Linked DNA regions of Mus musculus: region 1 is linked to region 2. Evidence: chromatin contacts called from public promoter capture Hi-C data. All regions are on one chromosome and are shown on one strand. Each heading gives the region's core, a stretch centred on a gene start, on an enhancer-like site or on the middle of the called end of the contact. The rest is flanking DNA. Distances are from core to core; before and after follow the strand shown. Region 1 holds the start of Lsm11 (U7 snRNP-specific Sm-like protein LSM11). Region 2 has its middle 19 kb from the start of Ttc1.

Evidence for each region. Promoter capture Hi-C pulls out the DNA fragments that hold promoters and counts their contacts.
Region 1: a promoter capture Hi-C map of pre-B cells shows a contact between it and region 2, with 15 times the contacts expected there. The contact joins the promoter of Lsm11 here to the enhancer-like site in region 2. A contact is called at or near these places in 6 of 39 promoter capture datasets (the C10 cell line, hippocampal neurons, liver and 2 more), 1 of 15 datasets of contacts at CTCF or cohesin (large pre-B cells), 1 of 484 Hi-C or Micro-C datasets (regulatory T cells) and 3 of 115 datasets of contacts at active chromatin or transcription factors (astrocytes, embryonic stem cells and large pre-B cells).

The regions. Positions count from the first base shown.
Region 1 is chr11:45,943,569-45,946,268 of GRCm38.p6, reverse strand. Lsm11 (U7 snRNP-specific Sm-like protein LSM11) reads left to right here and starts at 1,334. Exons shown (of 4, transcript NM_028185.2): 1 at 1,334-1,807. The coding sequence starts at 1,357. Thg1l (tRNA-histidine guanylyltransferase 1-like (S. cerevisiae)) reads left to right here. Exons shown (of 6, transcript NM_001080969.3): 6 at 1-964.
Region 2 is chr11:43,765,589-43,768,288 of GRCm38.p6, reverse strand. No RefSeq gene overlaps it. Among named protein-coding and RNA genes, the nearest start is that of Ttc1, 19 kb to the right of the region's middle. Within about 2 kb of position 1,273, at least 88 of the 459 cell types and tissues checked have an H3K27ac peak or open chromatin away from gene starts, as enhancers often do. A contact at or near this core is called in regulatory T cells, where this site is marked.

The sequences.
Region 1 (2,700 bases), core at 85-2,584, 2.2 Mb before region 2:
TTTCGTCTGTGTGTTTCCCTCCTACGATGCAGCTCACACGGTGGTGGCAGTGTGCTAAGTTTCATCTCTGTCTTAAAGATAGTCAAGTGTTCTTTTGGGCCACATTTTCAAACTTACAGAAAGTAAAGAAGACCCCAAAGCAGCTAGCGCGGGCTGAATGCCGGTTGATACTTTGAGAAGGTGGTGGCACTTCGGAGAATGACTTGTGTGGCTGGAGATGGCAAGAAGCAAGACAGCTATGCTGGATGGGGAGGGACTTACCTCCAGGAGTCTCACTTTTAAAACCATTCCTTTGGGGTTGAAGAGATGGCTATTCTTCCGAAGGAAGACCCAGAACCCACATGGTAGCTCACAACGAGCACAACTCAGGGGATCCAGCATTCTCTGGCCTCTGTGTGTATGTCTGATTGCTCATAGTGCACAGGCATACATGCCGACAAGCATACACATGAAATATATCTTAAAGAGTTTTTGCTGAACTAGAGCTAAAAAATAGTGTTGATTCTTTGGATTTTGCAGTAGTCAGGAGAACATCAAGGAGTCAGTTTTCTTTTCTTTGATACCAAGTGTTCTCTAAACTTAGTGGGCAGGGAAAGGAAGTGAGGATGTAGTCACCCGTCTTTTATAGCACTCAACCATCTAGCATGCACCCACTGTATACTCTGTACCCTTCCTGTCATATTTCAGACGACAATAAGAACTCAAAAGAGGCTCAGTAATTTGAGCTTAGACAGGCTAGCCTGATCCACATCAGGAATATACTTAACAGGAATGAAAAATGGGATATGTCTTGTCTTCCTGTCCTTTGCCTCCAGCTCAAGCCGAACAACAGAGAACATCCTGGGACTTTAAAATGCTGCTCTTGGGGTCTACCCCCCGAGTCTGGAGCATCAACCATTCTAAGCTGTCTGTGAATATCAGTGAGTTTTACTAAATAAATGGTTAATTGTTACTGCCTCCAAAATGTTGGCTTTGTTTTCGAATAATGTGTCCCTACTTGTATATTTTGTTGACGTTAGATCTCAAATTCAGAAGAGATAGTTAATATCAATGGGGGAGGGAAACGAGAACTAATAAACAGTATCTTCTTTAGTAACAAAAAGGTCAAGAGGACAGCCTCAACCTGTCTGCTGTCTGTGGAGGCGGAGCGAGGCCTGAGCAGGTCACGCCTCTCAGCACGCCCCTGCCTTGCGCCACGCCCCCTGCTGCTCTCCAGAGCGAATCTATGCTGCCCCCTGGTGGCCGCGGCTGCGCAGTGCGTCCCCTTGAGCCGCGGCTGCGGCTGCGCAGTGCCGCCCTCTGGCGGCTCGGCTCCTTCCTCCCGCCCATCGGCTTCTGCTTGCGGGCCTTTCAAACATGGAGGAGCGCGAGTGGGGGGCGAGGTCGGCTCGCGCCGGCAGCCCAGCCAGCCCGCCCAGCCCGCGGCTGGACGTCAGCTCCTACAGCTTCGACCCGCTGCTGGCCTTGTACGCACCTCGCCTGCCGCCCATTCCCTACCCCAACGCGCCCTGCTTCAACAACGTGGCGGAGTACGAGAGCTTCCTGAAGGGCGGGCGCACCGGGCGCGGTCGGGCTCGGGGCACGGGGGAGCCGGCCTCGGCGGGAACCTCCACCGGAACCTCCACGGGAGCCGGGAGCTCGTCCAGGGCCCGTCGCCGCGCCGCGCCCACCCCGGATCCCGAGCGCATCCAGCGCCTGCGCCGGCTCATGGTGGTCAAGGAGGACACGGACGGCACGGCCGGAGCGCGACGCCAGGGCCCGGGGCGCAGCAAGAAGGCACCCCGCAATGTGCTTACGCGGATGCCTTGTGAGTGCTGTGGGGCGGCCGGAGGTCTAGGCAGGGCTTGCAAAGGGCGTCTGCGGGAGTCTCGAGGGCCGTGGGGGCGCGGGCACGGTCACCTGTGAGTCACAGAGACTGTGCACGAGTTGAGGAACAGGGAGAGTGACGACCCACGGCGGTGGGGATGAGGTGGGGGTGGGGGAGATCTGCACAGGCTATCATGTCCGGAGGAATGTCCCCCAGGTAGTGAGGAGCTGCAGAGGGGCTGCGGTAGTGATGAGGCTTACGGAGCGATTGTAGGGCTTGTAGACAGTTTGGGGGGATGGGGCGAACATCAGAGGTCTGCAGAAATGATGAGAGGTCTTGGGGACCACTGCAGGGAGTTGAGGAGGTGTACAGAAGTTGTGTTGGAGCACAGCCAGTCTGAAGGTGTGTGGGATTTGAGGGTCAGGTGGAGAGTGAGGAGATGGATATGTTCACATAATAGCACAAGAGACGTCTCCTATCCCAGCATGGGAACTGACAGCCCCGCCTGGGGTGCCGTTTCCGCCTGGGCTGCAGGGACTTGATCGGCTTGTGTTCACATTAAATCACTAGTGTTGGAGTGCCGCAGACACAGAATGCTACCAAAACACAGGTGCGGTTTTACAGCTACTGGCTGGCTGGGGCAGGACTATCTGTCAGGCTCAGGTTACCCTGTGTGCAGGTTGTTTTAAAATTCTAAAGGTAGAAATGGCACAAGAGAATTTCTTGCAGCTTCCTAATAGATCCGCAGGATGAATGAAGCCTTAAACAGCAAAGGTTCTAATGTGCTATTTAGATCTTGTTTAAATGGAATAAAAACAGCCTAGGGCTATATCAAATAGTTATGACATCTGCCCTGTGAACATAATGACCTACTTAGCCAGTCATAGCTTCTG
Region 2 (2,700 bases), core at 24-2,523:
CTTTAGCACAAGTGGACCTGGAACTCACCCAAGTTAGCCTTGAACGCCAAGGTGATCCTCCTGCCTCTGCCTCTCCCTGGTGCTGAAATCACAGGCAGGCTGCTGAGAAGCAATGCGCTAGAGTAGTGTTTCTCAACCTTTCTCAGGCTGGAATCCCTTAATACAGTTTTTTGCTTTATGATGAGCCCAAGCATAAAATTACTTTCGTTGCTACTTCATAACTGTAATCTTGCTGCTGGTATGAATCGTGATGTAAATATCTGATACGCAGGATAGGATATCTGGATATGTAACCGCTGTGAAAACGTTAGTCAAACTCTCGAGACGGGTCGCGACCCACGGGTTGAGAACCCTTGCTGCAAAGCATCATTGCTTTAGGAGCTGGGCTAATTTATGACCCCATGAAAACAACTGGCTTTTAGAAACCCTGATCCCCCTACAAAACACTGTTTTGCCTGCACACCAGACACCTTCATCCTTATTCGGAGGGATATACATGTCAACCAATTGAGTAACCTTACAATGCCTACTGCCTTCTGGGACTCACTTTCCCCAGTACTAAGTTCGAGGGGTCTCTTCTTCTCTGCCCAGGCTGAGCGTCTCTCTGCTTTTCAGGCTCTAACTTCTACCCTCCTGCTTGGATGAGCCAAGGATAGCAGCTGAGAAAACAAGCCCTACGCGTCTTCAGTCAAGCTTCTCTTAGTTTACCTGTACCACACTGCCCACAATAAGGAAGAAGTCTAGTGTGCAGGGGAAAGACCGCTCTATAAGAAGGTTAAAAAAAAAAAAAAAAAACAGAGTTGTTTGGATGCTTTTCGTTTGGTTTTATTTTATTTGAATTTGCCAGTACAGAGAATTGAACCTAGCCCTCACTCACGTAAGCTAGACAAGAGTTTACCACTGAACTACATCTCCAGCTTTCGTTCCTTTTAAATGACGCAGGAAGGTTTCGGTTTCCTCCTTTGCATGTGGAAGTATTTGCAGTCAGGTTTCTGTGGTTTGTGCTTACTGCCAAGAGCTCTGCTCGCACACCGCATCCAAGCACCCTGAGGGACGCGCATCTCTCCACCGCTACGCCGCATCTACAGCTCAACGCTAGGAAGGAATACAGAGGGGGGCCCCCCGGGGCTGCTCCTAGCCACCTGCAATCTGGCGTCCTTCCTCCACGCACACTTGGAAGCTGTTTCTCGGACGAGGTGGTGAGAGGCACTGCGCCACGCCCCCTCGCGCGCCACCGCGTTCTTAGAGTGCAACCTGCCCGGCGTTCAGGCAGGCGGGCGCGCCATCTGCTGTCCAATACGAGTAAGCAACGCGAATGAAACGTTGCTCTGCAATTCAGCTTGGATCTTCTCTGCAGCTCTTCCCTTGACTCTCAGTTGGGGAAATGTTCTGGAATCCTAGGTTAAGGGTACTTAACTTGGGATCTGTGTGTTAGCTTCAACAAGTCTAGGAACCCTCCAAATACTACTCAGAGTGGGATATTTTTCTGGAAAAGAGGTAGTTTTCCTGAGTCTGACTAATAATGCTATGAATTGTAGATACACACACACACATACACACACACACACACAAAGTCTCTTGAGCAATATTGCCAGGGTATCTGGCAGATGCATATTCAACTTTCCAGATTTTGCCTGGCTGTTTCTAATATTGCCTGGCCACTTTGCTTTCCTGCCAACGAGGCATAAGACAGCCAGTTACTCTGCTTCCTCACCAGCTCCGAGAGCATTAGTCGGCTTTAATTGTAGTCATTCTAACAGGTTGGTGGTACTCTTCCTGTGGCTTGAATTTGCATTTCCCTAATGACTAGTACCGTCAAATGTCTTATCTGCTTATTTGCCCTCCATACATTTTTTGATGGTGTGTTCAAGTCTGCTCATTTTTAATAGATATTTTCATCTTAGCAAGATATATTATTTCAAGCTGAGATGTTAGGTTTCCTTATTTCTGGAACTGGAGAAATATTTCAGCTGTTGGGAGCACTTGCTGCTCTTTCAGACAACCTAGATTCAATTCCAAGCATTCATGTCTGACAACCTCTCTTGGCCTCTACAAGTACCCAAACTCAAGTGCACACATCCAATCATTTTTTAAAGATTTCTTTTTATTTCCATAACATGCAACTCCTTTTATGTATATGTTCTTTTCTCTTAGTTGATACCGTGTATTTGAATTCCTTAATTATGTCCTTTAAAATGCAGGAATATTTAATTCTGACAAAGTGTAATTTATTAATACCTTTATTTTTGGCTGATACTTTTTATTTGCACATAAGTGCTTTTAATTTAAAAAGAAAACAGAACTTTTCCTTTTAGCATCCATCAATGGAGCATCAGCTGCCAAGATGTTTGATCCTTTTGGGACTTCTAATTGAAGCAAAAACTACGTAAGGCATTTCAATACATTTTCTCACATTCAGAGGAAGATCGTGTCTTTCCCCCTCTTTCCAAAGTGCTGAGATAGAAGCATCAGGTTCAGTCTGTGTGCCTTCCAAAGGATGGTGAAGTTCAGGTTGTACGTGGACATTAAAAAGGTCAGAAGCTTGGCAGTGGTCCAACTGTGCAGGAAGAAAGATATTCACATTGATTGTTGAATTGAGAAAATGCTAACTCTCCGTGTGTGGGTCAACCCCACCCCAATAAGGTGCACATCACTAAAGCTGGAGGCATAGGTACACATGAGCGAGATGCCCAGGGGGCC